3 separate regions of the Sus scrofa genome follow, and regions 2 and 3 are each linked to region 1. Evidence: chromatin contacts called from public HiChIP or PLAC-seq data. All regions are on one chromosome and are shown on one strand. Each heading gives the region's core, a stretch centred on a gene start, on an enhancer-like site or on the middle of the called end of the contact. The rest is flanking DNA. Distances are from core to core; before and after follow the strand shown.

Region 1 (3,946 bases), core at 260-2,759:
GGCCAACAGCTGTAGCTCCGATTTGCCCCCTAGCCTGGGAACCTCCACATGCCTTGGGTGCAGACCTAAAAAGAAAAAAACAAAAACAAAACAAACCCAGGGGAAACAGATACCAAGAGGCAAAAAAAATTTTTATAAAAGAAAATGGGCTATCCTCCAGAGCTTCATCACTTCCAGTGTTCCAAAGAGCTAGAGTTTTCCTAAACTGTTATTTAACTCTAGTCAGCAATTTTTCACCCGTTTAAATCTAGACTCCTCAATTAACTTTGTAAAGTCTCTTGATGGCAAGTATCATGATGCTTTTGCTTCTCCGCATTCCCCACAGGCATAAAACCCCAAGTGTTTTGCCCATTTTTGTAAAGGTTCTGAAGCTGGTGAAAGCTTAAGTGCAAGGTCACTGGGCAAGTCAGAGAAGACACAGAAAAACTGTCATTCAGTAGCCAGCTAAATATCACTTCTCAGATAGCAGACAGGTCCTTTCCATGTCCAGAATGATGCAAATCCTTAACAGATAATTAAAAAACAAAGCACCCACATAAACTTCATTACACCTGGCCATTAACCAAGCTTGTTGAATGATGCAAATCCTTAGCAGATGATTAAAAAACAGAACATACACACAAAACTTCACTACACCTGGCCATTAACCAAGCTCATTTACCATTAGATTTTGGAGAAAAGAGAGGCCTTTGGTCGTTCACCCGCATCCACCCCTTCCTCGTGACTTTACCTGCTTGTACCTGGCATACAGGTACAAGAGCTGCTCCCTGCTGGCCACCTGAACCAGGCCTTGGAGGTGCGCGGCCGCCTTCTCAAACAGCTCGGTCAGGCTCCTGGACGCCTCGGTCTCGGGGCTCTGGAGGGATTCCGCATCCCCGGAGTCGTCCCCCGAGCTCAGCTCTCCGCCGCTGTCGCCCGTGGTAGCCCCCGAAGGCAGGAATGGCGAGGCCATGTGTCCGCCTGTCTTCTTCAGACCGGGTGTAACGCCGTCTTGGGGGCCTGGCCCACCAGTCCCCTCCCTGAGTCGGACCCAAGCTCACTTACTCCGCGCTCCCTCCCTTAACTCTATCTCCCTCCCTTTTTCCGCCCGGCGCGTGCAGGGCTGGCTCCGCCACCCTCTGCGGCTAACCCCTGCGGCCCAGGTCTCCTCCGGCCTCTCCTAGCTACCCAGGACCTCGGACTCATCCGGGGTCTCTCCAGCAGCGCTGGGGGTCCGCTGGCCACAGGCCTCGAGGTCCCGGAAAGAGGGCGGGACGGGGGCCGGTAGGGGGCGGGGCGGGGGCGGGGCGACGTGAGTGCCGAGCACGCGCCCAGGGCTACGGCCGGCCCCCTGTTACACGCTGGGAGAGGGAAACGTGGGTAGCTCTGGGTTGGGCACCCTCCAGTAAATTAAGGGACTCTTGCGGTGAGCTAGGGAAACGCTGCTTGGAGAAAGTGCCCTGAGTCGTTCAGATGTCCGTTAATCGTTTTGCTGAAAATACCGGAACCCATTCTCGGGCTAGGCCATCGGCGGGTGGGGAAGGAGGCCGTCTATTTGGTAGTGTAGCGATAGGAGCGGAGTCGTGGGAAACTTGGAGCTGAGCACGAAGGTTCCGCCTGCGCCCGCCTCCCCAGATTGTGTAGCCTCAGTGTCCCAAAGCGGACGTCGAATGTCGGCATTCTCTTGCTGGAGGGATTGGTTCTAACTTGTAGAGTGAATGAAAATATGGGAGATGGGACCTTCAGCACCCAAACTGTGAGATTGGTCAAATCTCTTCATGTGTTGCTTTGCACGACTTGCAGAACCCACACCTGGCAGAGCTCATGGGACCCCACCCCCGTGGCCCTTAGCCTGATTTGCTTGTTCCCAGCTCAGTCTTTGCCGCTGTGCTGTGGCAGTCACTGACAGTGAAACCAGAAATACGCTTAGTTCTGCCCTATGTTAGAAACCTGCAAAAACTACAATATGATTATAATAATGTTAACAGAAATAATGATCTATAGTAAGAATAGGGTTTCCCAGGTGGCTCAGCGGGTAAAGGACCCCACGTGGTCACTGCTATGGCTTGGGTTTGATCCCCGGCTGGAGAACCTCCACCTGCCTTGTGGCAGCCCCAAAAGAAAATAATAGAAGAATGTTTTGTTTGAGCCAAACCGAGGACCAAAGTCGAGGAGTCAGCCTCTCAGTAGCTCTGAGGTACGGCTCTGTAGAAGCGTGGTTTTCAGCACATGAATGAATCTCATAACAGCAGAGCTCAGTAAGCCATCAAAAGCTCATCCTTTGTGTTTCCTTTGCTTCAAAGCTCAAAACCAAGCAAAACGGACCTATGATGTCAGAAATCAGGACAGTGAATGGTCTGGGGTGCATAAGGGGAGCTTCTGGATGTTGACAGCGTTCTCTTTCTTGAACCAAATGCTGGTTACACAAGTGGATTCACTTAAAATATATGTACTTTTCTATATATCCAGTATATATGAATGAAAATTTAAGAAAGAAAAAAAAAAAAGAGCCCTTGACATTCAGAAGCTGATCTAGAACTCACAGCTAAACCATATCATCCTCCTATTAGGTGGAAATCACCTCATGAATACCAACCTCAGTCAAGGGCATCTGAAACCATGATCAAATAAAGACAAAGCAAAGCACTTCAGAAGTTTGTTTAATCACAGACAAAACCAGGATCACTCAAAATATCAAACACACTTTCTCTGAGCCAAAATAAGTGACTCTTGCATATTTACAGAGTACAGGTTTGTTCTCATGCGAGTCTTTCTGCTATATAGATAAGACTGATTGAGATACCCAGTCATAGAATTGTCCCAGCTTCCTGACAGTGTCCAATCGTGAACATACCCCCAGTTTCTTAGACTGCCCCACTAGTTACCAGTCAAAGCACAAATCCTGTCATAGGTCGATCACTGAAACAACCCATAGTTCTCCACTTTATGTTCTTCCTCATGGAAATAAACACAATGTGGTAACTATAGGGGCTTCCTGGAGGGCTTTGCCTCAAGATCACTGACACCTGAGAACCTGTGATTTCTTGAAGATTCTGTTTGAAGCCCCAAACAATCAGGATCTGGTGACTTTGAGCGAATAGAGTTTTTCCAATGGGTGTTTCTATTTGAGCAGTTATTGGGAATGGGTATGTTTTTCTGAATCTCAAGGAAAATCAGCTGAGAAATCAGGAAGCCAGGAGAAAATGTGACTAGAATAAAAGCTTAAGCAATCAGGATGAAAGTTTAACAATCAACATAGAGAAGTTCCTAATTAAACTAACAAGCCAAAAACAATAGCAAGAAATGCTAACACCTAGAGCCCAAAATGAGCCTGAAAGGAGCAGACAGGAGAAAATCTCATGAAATTCTAATCAGTCTTGCTTGTAGAGCTGTCATTTTATACGCAGGTTCATCTCCCCCTCCCCCACTGAAAACAGTGCAAGTAAAATGTTAATAAGATTATATGCATAGGATACTTCGTACAAATTCTATGAGTGATGTTCTAAGAAATAAGTTTTAGAAGCAGAGTAAGTTCTTAAACTGGTCATTTCTTTAAGTGATTCTGAGAAGTGTTGTTAACTTTACTGAAAGGCCTGAATGTTACGCTATTAGAATAGTACCCAGCTATTTTTGCCAGCATTTCCCAGTGTTTGCACTCACCAAAGGCTCTAGATCTTTGTAAGTAGTTTCACAGGAGAAGAGCAAAAAGAAGATGGGAATGTTTTTGTGAAATATTCCACTACAACATCCTGAACTGACCAGAATTCTGAATTAACAAGTCATATGTATTCAATAGCAAATCCAAAATCTGCGCAAACAGAAAAAATATTGTTGTTAGAAAGTAATTGAACTGGGAGTTCCCTGGTGGTCTAGTGGCTAGAAGTCAGAGCTTTCACTGCTGCAGCCGGGAGTCAATCCCTGGTCTGGGAATTAAGATCCCACATCAAGGAGTTCCCGTCGTGGCTCA
Region 2 (4,215 bases), core at 242-2,741, 530 kb after region 1:
CTTTGGGCAGGAGGAGAAGGAGATGTATCTCCAAAGGCATGTGGAGCGTCTCTACCCCTTCCTTCCCTCCACCATGCTCTGCTCTCAGCAGTACTGATGGGTCCCCCCCCCCCAAAAGCCATCTTTTCCGAGGATTCCTCTGCCTGGAACGCTTTTCCCACAGACCTGCTGGGCCTGTTATCCTGGTAGATACTTCTCCTTGCTGAAATTATTCATTCACATATTTCTCTTCCTGACCAGACTGTGCCCTCCTCAACTCTAAACCCCATTCATCTTTCTAGTGCCTTAATCTAGATCAGAACCCAGCACATGGTAAGTGCATAGCCTTAGTTGACTAGATGTTGTCTGGGGAGACTCAAGCGTTGGTTTGGCCCATTCACTATCTGACTCTCAGCAAGTCACATCATCCTGAGTTTTAGCTTCTTCATTTAAAAATAAATCCTGCCAATTCCAACTCACACAGTGAATTAAAAATGAGACAACTGTGGAAGTGCTGAACCAAACGCCAGGTGGTGGAGGTGGTAGGAAGGGTGTTCAGCTCCAAGCAAGACATATTTGTCTTAGTCTGCTCGGGCTGCCATAACAAAATGCCACAGACGGGGTGACTTAAACAACAGGAATTTATTTTCTCATAGTGTTGGAGCATGGAGATCAGCGTGCCAGCATAGTTGGGTTCTAGTGAGGACTTGCAAATGACTGCCTTCTCATTGTACGCACACCTGGTGGTGGTAGTGGAGAGATTCTCTTTCCCCTCATATAAGGCCACAATGCCTATGAACTCAATTTTAATTACATCCTAAAGACGGTACCTCCAGATGTAGTCACATTGGGAATTAGAGCTTCAACATATGAATGTGCTGGTGGTTTGGGGGGGGGAGATGGACAATTCACTCTACAGTAATATTAAAGGCTATTCAGCAGCACATAGAGCCCTTCAGACCTGCCTCCATGCCCTCCAACTTGCAGATCTGGCACCCTCCTGAGTCCAAGCACCTTCTGTCTTATTCTCTGGGTTGTCAGATTGTCTTCTCTGGTCCTGTGTTAACATTTATTCTTTTATAACTCCCTGTCTCTTACTGGGGCAGCTCTTCTGGGCTTGGGTTTCTGGTGCCTAGACTTGGAGTGTGTAGTGGTTGAAGCTGTCCTATAGGCTAAGAAGTAAAAAGGAAGTCATCTGGTATTTTAATGTGAAACTGAACCAAGGATACAGGAGTGGCTCTGAAAAAACAACTGAATTTCTTCTCCCATTCAGAGGACACTTGGAAAAGGTTGTCTGTATCAAACTATGACATCTGGAGAAATAACCAATAAACTCTTGGGAAAGCATTTTGCAGCTAGAGTCTATGAATAATGACTTGTGTATCAGCTAATAGATGTCCCAGGAACTAAATAAAGCATGTGTGTGCCAAATCCTACAGCTTATGAGGAATAGTTCATACATTACCTCATTTTCACAATAATCATTTCTCAGATGAGGAAACTTAGGCCTAAATGGCCCAGCAAGTCTCACGCCCTCTGGTTGCACATCCCCAAACTCTTGACCATACCAAGGTAAGTCCACCATACTACTTCAAAGAAAACACAGGGTTCTAAGAACTAGGAAGGGAACTCTTGATGCTCCTCCACTCTAATCATGGATAAGTGAAACTCATTTGCCCCATATAACTCCTTTCTTCTGCTCTGCAATTTTATGGAATTTGAAGTGGGAAATATATGTGGAATGAGCCAACATTCTTAGAGGAAAGGCCTTTACAAAAGCAGGTTATTATTTTATTATGGTCTTTTGATTTGGGACCAAATTTCAAAGGACCTGAATACTTTGTGTATTTCCTGGAGATGCCCTGGCCACCCAGGACAACTGAAGGCACTGTCTAGTTTTAATCATATTCCTTCACTAAACATTAATTTAATTCAAAACCTTTTCTGCGTTGAACTAAATTCCAGGGGCTCTGCGCTGCCCTAGCCCACCTTCCCAAAGTGGGGGGGTAGACGCTGCCTCTGAAGAGGGATGGTGTAAATGGAACTGTCTGGTCTGCCCCATTCCTTCCTCCACTTCTTCCTTCCCCTATTTGGTGGATCAAAGTCTCCATTCTCAATTCTTTAAGGCCAGAGAGCGATCCGATCTGTGTCACAGCAGATGACAACGCCGGATCCTTAATTCACTGAGCCACCAGGGAACTCCCAAAGTCTTCAATTCTGTCCCAATCACCCTGGAAGCTGGAGACACTCTTTTGGGTATCTGCAATACTCCTTGCACACCTCGCCAACAAACAAAACGGGCGAGGTCACGCACGATGGAAATCTTCCTAGGAGTGGGGTCTGCAATCTCATCAAGGAGCAACAGGGACTTTTCAGAGTGCAGTGAACTTGGGGAGGGGCTTCCAGAACACAAGACTCAGTAGCAGGAGGGCGATTCCCCCTCCAGCCCACACTTTCGGGTTTCTTGCCCCACTCCCACCCCACCCCTCCCCACCCCACCCCCACCCCACCCCCGACCCTCGGGTAGGAGAAGGCTTTATTTTCTAGGCACCCCTTGCACCTGACTGCGCAGGCCCGGGACTCTCCGCCAAGGTCTCCTCCCATCCCCAGAGAAAGGGCTGGGTGGGGAGACCTGGGGAGGATTTTGAGGGGCCGGAGGTCAGGCGCGGCCGGGGGAGGCTCTGAGGAGACAACACGGCCAGCGCGGCGCTCCTGCAGCCTCCACCGCCGCGGAGCTTCCTCCCCTGCTCCCGCCTTTCCGGGCGGTCCGGCGACGGGGAGGGCAAGCTTCCTGCGCCAGCTCCCCTGGCGCCTGCTGCCGGGCCCGTTGGTGGCCCCGCCCGAGAGCTGGCCGGGCCGCAATGGGGCGGGTCGGGGCCTGGGACTGAGGCCGGCGCTGGGGTCTGGGCGGAGCGCGCCGCAGACTAGAGACCGGCCCCGCCCGGCAGCGCTGGGAGTCGCCCCCACCTCCCCACCGCGCGCAGCGGCCGCCGTTGCCAAGGTTACCAGAGGGGCGCCCAGGTGGGAGGGAGGCAGCCTTGGCACCCGCCCGCGGACCTGCGCCGCGGGCGGGGCGGGGCGGGGCTGGAGTCACAGCTAGTCTCCATGGGAACCGCGCAGCTATTTCCAACCCCCGGGTGGTGCCAGTGGCGCGGTGCCAGGGTGCGAGGGTATTGCAGGACAGCGGCAATCTGCTGCAGCCTGGGACTTGACAATGCGCCCCTTTTGTAGCGCGGGGCCCGTGGGCAAGAGGCCCGGGTAATCGGAGGGCCCGCCCCCAGCGCGTCAGGCCTCCTCCCGGGCGCTCTTGGGCTGGGAGCCCGGCGGCCCCGGGTGCTCCCGGCTGCACGTGCTGCCCCATCCGCCGCCCTCGCCAGACAAAGCGGGGCCCTCCCGGCCGCGTTTCCCTGGCGCCCTCCTTCGCTCGACCGACCCTTTGATTTCATACTCTCGTCTTCATCTCGCTCGACCCAGCCCTCACAGCTGTCTCCTGGAGCGCCTTCTGTTTTGTGCTTGCCACCTTAAGCTTGGCCTTCACTCCAGAGATTTGCCTTCAAAACCGACTCCGTTTGACCTTGCCCCTCCCCCACTCTGTCATCTCCTTTGCCAGCTTAATGCTTTTGTTGTGAGGGCGACTGCTCTGCCCTACCTTTTGTATTGTCCGCTGGCTCCCCTACCTAACACAACCTACTTTCTGTCCTCAGCCTTTTCAAGACTTCCCGAAACCCCCTTAACATCTCTGCCTTTTTCTCTCAGGAGACTGCGATAGCAGAGGGGAAGTCGCCAATGGCTACCTGGATCGAGTCCCCTTTGTATTTCGTTCACATCACCCTTTTTTCTTCCACCGAGACACCGCATCCTTTGGCTACCGTCGGTGGCGCGGTGGTGGGAGTGTAAGAGGAGGTCTGCTTCCGCTGCCACCATTACCTGTTTCTTGGATGGTTAAGCTTGAGTAAAGGAAACTTCTGGGAAGTGGCCAAAGACCCTTGACATGCCCCCCGCAGAGGAAACATCGCTGACGTCATCTCTGCTTGTCCACTCTGTGCTTCAGGTTACACAGCATCTGCCTCTCCCCACCTCTAGACTCCCCTCGCCCCTGTCCACGCCCCCACCCCCCTCAACAGCACATTGTTCATCCTTCTGGCACCAGCCCTAGAAGAGGAAAGGGCAGGTCCTTCTCCCCAGGAAGGAAGGTGGGGCAGAGGAGCTCCCGCAGGAAGGGAAGGGAAAGGAGGG
Region 3 (4,161 bases), core at 628-3,127, 590 kb after region 1:
TGCAGGAGAGCTTGCAGTTCCCGAGGAGGAGGAGGAGGAAGCTTATGCAGTTGGCTCCCTGGAGTTGGAGCACAGGGAGATGCTCAGTCACTTTGTCCATGTGGCTTAGGCAGATGATTCCCCCTCCTGCGAGGAGGTCTGAGGTGGGGAGCCACCTGGGCAGGCGGTTCATGCAGAGCCTGCTGCAAACTCAGGCATTACTCATCCTGGGTAGTGGCCAAGGGGCGGAGTAACCAGGAGCCCGAGCTGGCAGGGGGCCACAGGGTGAGGCTGGTCAGAGGCCTGGGGTGCTGGGCTGGGGCTGTAGTGAAGAGGCAGGAGTTGGGAGGATGTGGGAGAGTGGAGCTGGATCAGGATGCAGAGATCATGGGGGGTGTGGTCTTGAGACAGAGAGGAGGGGGAGAAGTGCTGTCTAGATCCGAGGGGATAGGCTTTGTTTGGGTGTTGAAGTATAGTTGATTTACAGTGTTGTGTTAATTTCTATTATACAGCAAGGTGACTCAGTTACATACATACATATATATATATATATATATATATATATATATATATAATGTTCTTTTTCGTATTCTTTCCATTATGGTTTATCACAGGTAATAGAATATGGTTCCCTGTGCGGTAGAGTAGGACCTTGCTGTTTATCTGTCCTGAATGTAATAGTTTGCACCGGAGTTCCTGTTGTGGCTCAGTGGTTAATGAACCCAACTAGGATCCATGAGGATGAGGGTTCAATCTCTGGCCTTGCTCAGTGGGTTAAGGATCCAGCATTGCTGTGAGCTGTGGTGTAGGTCGCAGATGTGCCTCGGATCCCCCGTTGCTGTGGCTCTGGTGTAGGCCAGCGGCTACAGCTCCAATTAGACCCCTAGCCTGGGAACCTCCATATGCCGCAGGAGCGGCCCTAGAAAAGGCAAAGAAAAAAAAAATAGTTTGTACCTGCTAATCCTAAACTCCTAAGCCTTCCCTCTTCCACCCCCTTCTTCGGCAACCACAAGTCTGTTCTCTGTGAGTCTGTTTCTTTTTCGTATATAGGTTTATTTATGTCATATTTTAGATTCTCCATAGAAGTAATATGATATGATATTTGTCTTTCTCTTACTGACTTACTTTGTTTGATAATCTCTCAGTCCATCCATGTTGCTGCAAATAGCATTATTTCATTCTTTCTTACGGCTGGTAATAGTCCATTGAATATATGCACCACATCTTTTTCATCCATTCATCTGTTGATGGACCTTTAGGTTGTTTCCATGTCTTGGCTGTGGTAAGTAGTGCTGCTCTGAACACTGGGGTTTATGTATCTTTGTGACTTATAGTTTTGTCTGGGTATATGCCCAGAAATGGGATTGCTAGATCATATAGCAACTCTAGTTTTAGTTTTTTGTGTTTTTTTTTTTTTTTTTTGTCTTTTTACCTTTTCTAGGGCCGCTCCTGTGGCATATGGAGGTTCCCAGGCTAGGGGTCTAATTGGAGCTGTAGCTGCCAGCCTATTCCACAGCCACAGCAACTCGGGATCCGAGCTGTGTCTGCAACGCACACCACAGCTCACAGCAACACTGGATCCTTAACCCACTGAGCAAGGCCAGGGATCGAACCCACAACCTCATTGTTCCAAGTCGGATTTGTTAACCACCGAGCCATGATGGGAACTCCTAGTTTTAGTTTTTTGAGCAACCTCCACACTGTTTTCCCTGCTAGCCTCACCAGTTTACATTCCCACCGACAGTGTGGGAGGGTTCCCTTGTTTCCACACTCAAGGGGGTAGGTTTTAACAGAACTTATGTTGTCTGGGCCATTTCCATGTGAGGCTGTGCGTGTGAGGAACTGAACTGCCCCCTCACCCTGACCTTGATTCTAGGCTGCTGGCCTGTGATTTTGTCCACGTTAAGGGAAGAGAAATCTCCCCATCTCCCCTTGGGGAGAGTTGTTACTTTTGCTGACAAGCACACTATGCTTCCTCTTTTCTGATTTCAGAGAAGAGCTACACATTTCCTTCAGGGAAAGGGGAACCAGTTCCCAAAGCTGTCAAAACGGTGGCCTCTGAAAAAAAGAAACCAAAAAAACCCAAATCCAACCAAGAACCATGAGATTGTGGGTTCGATCCCTGGCCTTGCTCAGTGGGTTAAGGATCCAGCGTTTCCGTGAGCTGTGGTGTAGGTCACAGAGGCTTGGATCCGACGTTGCTGTGGCTCTGGCGTAGGCCGGCAGCTGTAGCTCTGATTAGCCTCCTTCCCTGGGAACCTCCATATACCACGGTGCGGCCCTAGAAAAGCAAAAACAAAACAAAACAAAAAAAGTGGCCTCTGAAATTTGGCCCCTGGGAGAAAAGTGGCCTCTGAAAAGTGGCCCCTGGGAGAGGGCCTCTCAGGCCCCTGTCCCCAGACTCAGCCCGTTGGGGCAGAAAGAGCGTTTTCCTTCATCTCAGGCCTGTTCTAGGCCAGTGATTCTCAGCTGTGATTGAACAACAGTATTTGCCCAGGAGCTTTAAAAAATCCTATTGCCTAGGTAGCTGTGGGATCAGCCAAATATGACTATGACTGGGAGTGGGCATTGTGTGCTGGAAAGCTCCCCCAGAGCTTCCTGGGTACAGCCAGGCTTGGGAACCTCAGACCACATGCTGTCCCGTAAATGCCTCTTTATTTACAGCTTGTAACCCGATCTGGCCAAGAGCTGGGCAGGTGTGCTGATAGTGTGGTGCTTCAAGGTTTAGGGGAAAGGTGAGTAGGGCAAAGGGTAACCACCAGCATGAAATGCTTCTGAGTTAGAGATTGTCATCTGTCTTCTCACTGTTGGACAGCTGCTTGTACCTGGCACAGGCCCCTGTCCTTGTTCTCAAGGGTTAGAAAACTCCACCTGCACCTCTCTCTTTGCTTCGCTGGCTCCCTGTCTATATGTAGATCAGACTATTATGCATGTGTCTTAGTTGGCTCGGGCTGCTAAGTCTGGGTGTATTAAACAACAAACTTCTCATGGGTCTGGAGGCTGGGAAGTCCTAGATTGGGGTGCCAGCACGGTGGGGTTCTGGTGAGAGCTTTGCAGATGCTCACCTTCTCCTGTATCCTCACGTGGCAGACAGAGGAAGCTCTGGCGTCTCTTTCTCTTCTTAGAAAGGCACTAACCCCATCATGGGGACCCCACCCTCATAACTTCATCAAAATCTAATTATCCCTTGAAGAGTCCATGTCTAATACCATCATATTGGGGATTAGCACTTTACCATGTGAACTGTGGGGGCACACAAGCCTTCAGTCCCTAGCAGCTTGATTATCTTATGCTACCAGAAAGTTTTCTCACCCTCACAGAGGAGTTAACAAGGTCTAGTTCATAACCTGACTTTGAGGGCCGGAAGAGGTACTACTTGGAAAATGCCTAACATAATTCCCAGCTCATTGCTGAAAACAACATATCAAAACCATTATTGACATTATTGTTCAGATATGTTGTGCTTTTGCTGTTTGGTTCTTAGGTTTTGTGATTTTCATTGTGATATCATTCTTTAGTAATTATTTTGCCTGGGCCCATGGGCTATAATTTCTTTGAAGCATTTGTGCTTGGAAATGTGTATCTATATCTATATCTGTCTTCTCTTGAATGAACAGTAGTTTAGCTGAGCAGAGTTCTGTGTTGATTAGTAATTTTCAGGACTTTGCCGGAAATTCTATCATGTCTTCTGGCATCTATTGCTGACAATGTTGCTAGCAGTTTTGTTTTTTTTTTTCTTTTTTTGTAGGTAGTAGTATTTTCTTGGTTATGATGTGTTTTCTTCATCCTTACATGTCCTTACATCACTGTGACATGTGGGCACCTCGACACATCATAGTGAAAATACAAGTTTCTGCATATCCATACTTAGAGTTCCTGGAGAATTCTAACTTTAATAGTGGAAAACTTCAGATGGTATCTCTTTGGGCATCATTTCTCTCTTATTCCTTTTTTCCTTTCTTCTGGAATCCCTGTTAGCTATATGTTGATGCCTGTTAGTCTACCTTCTGTGCCACTTACCTGCTCTTTCATATTTTAAAAAATACATTTTCCCTCTTTGTGCTGTTTCATGGGTGATTTTTTCAGTACTGCCTTCTAATTAATCTCTTCCACTATGACTTCATAGCATTTATCCCCTACGACTGAGTTTACATATTTCAATGCCTGTATTTTTTGCTTTAT

What was found. HiChIP or PLAC-seq counts read pairs in DNA pulled down with a chosen protein or histone mark.
Region 2: an H3K27ac HiChIP or PLAC-seq map of alveolar macrophages shows a contact between it and region 1. The contact joins the promoter of LOC102160814 here to the promoter of ACBD6 in region 1.
Region 3: an H3K27ac HiChIP or PLAC-seq map of alveolar macrophages shows a contact between it and region 1. The contact joins the enhancer-like site here to the promoter of ACBD6 in region 1. A contact is called at or near these places in 12 of 47 Hi-C or Micro-C datasets (alveolar macrophages, embryonic fibroblasts, fetal heart ventricle and 8 more) and 2 of 2 datasets of contacts at active chromatin or transcription factors (alveolar macrophages and skeletal muscle).

Annotation. Positions count from the first base shown.
Region 1 is chr9:122,114,522-122,118,467 of Sscrofa11.1, forward strand. It overlaps ACBD6 (acyl-CoA-binding domain-containing protein 6), which reads right to left and starts at 1,510. Exons shown (of 8, transcript XM_003130348.5): 1 at 731-1,510. The coding sequence starts at 952.
Region 2 is chr9:122,647,799-122,652,013 of Sscrofa11.1, forward strand. It overlaps LOC102160814, which reads left to right and starts at 1,492. Exons shown (of 5, transcript XM_021063969.1): 1 at 1,492-1,551; 2 at 2,507-2,980; 3 at 3,736-4,030. The coding sequence starts at 1,492. The coding sequence ends at 3,876.
Region 3 is chr9:122,700,269-122,704,429 of Sscrofa11.1, forward strand. All of the region lies in intron 1 of LOC102161394 (a long non-coding RNA gene), which reads left to right. Among named protein-coding and RNA genes, the nearest start is that of IER5, 69 kb to the left of the region's middle. Within about 2 kb of position 1,878, at least 12 of the 83 cell types and tissues checked have an H3K27ac peak or open chromatin away from gene starts, as enhancers often do. A contact at or near this core is called in alveolar macrophages, retroperitoneal adipose tissue and skeletal muscle, where this site is marked.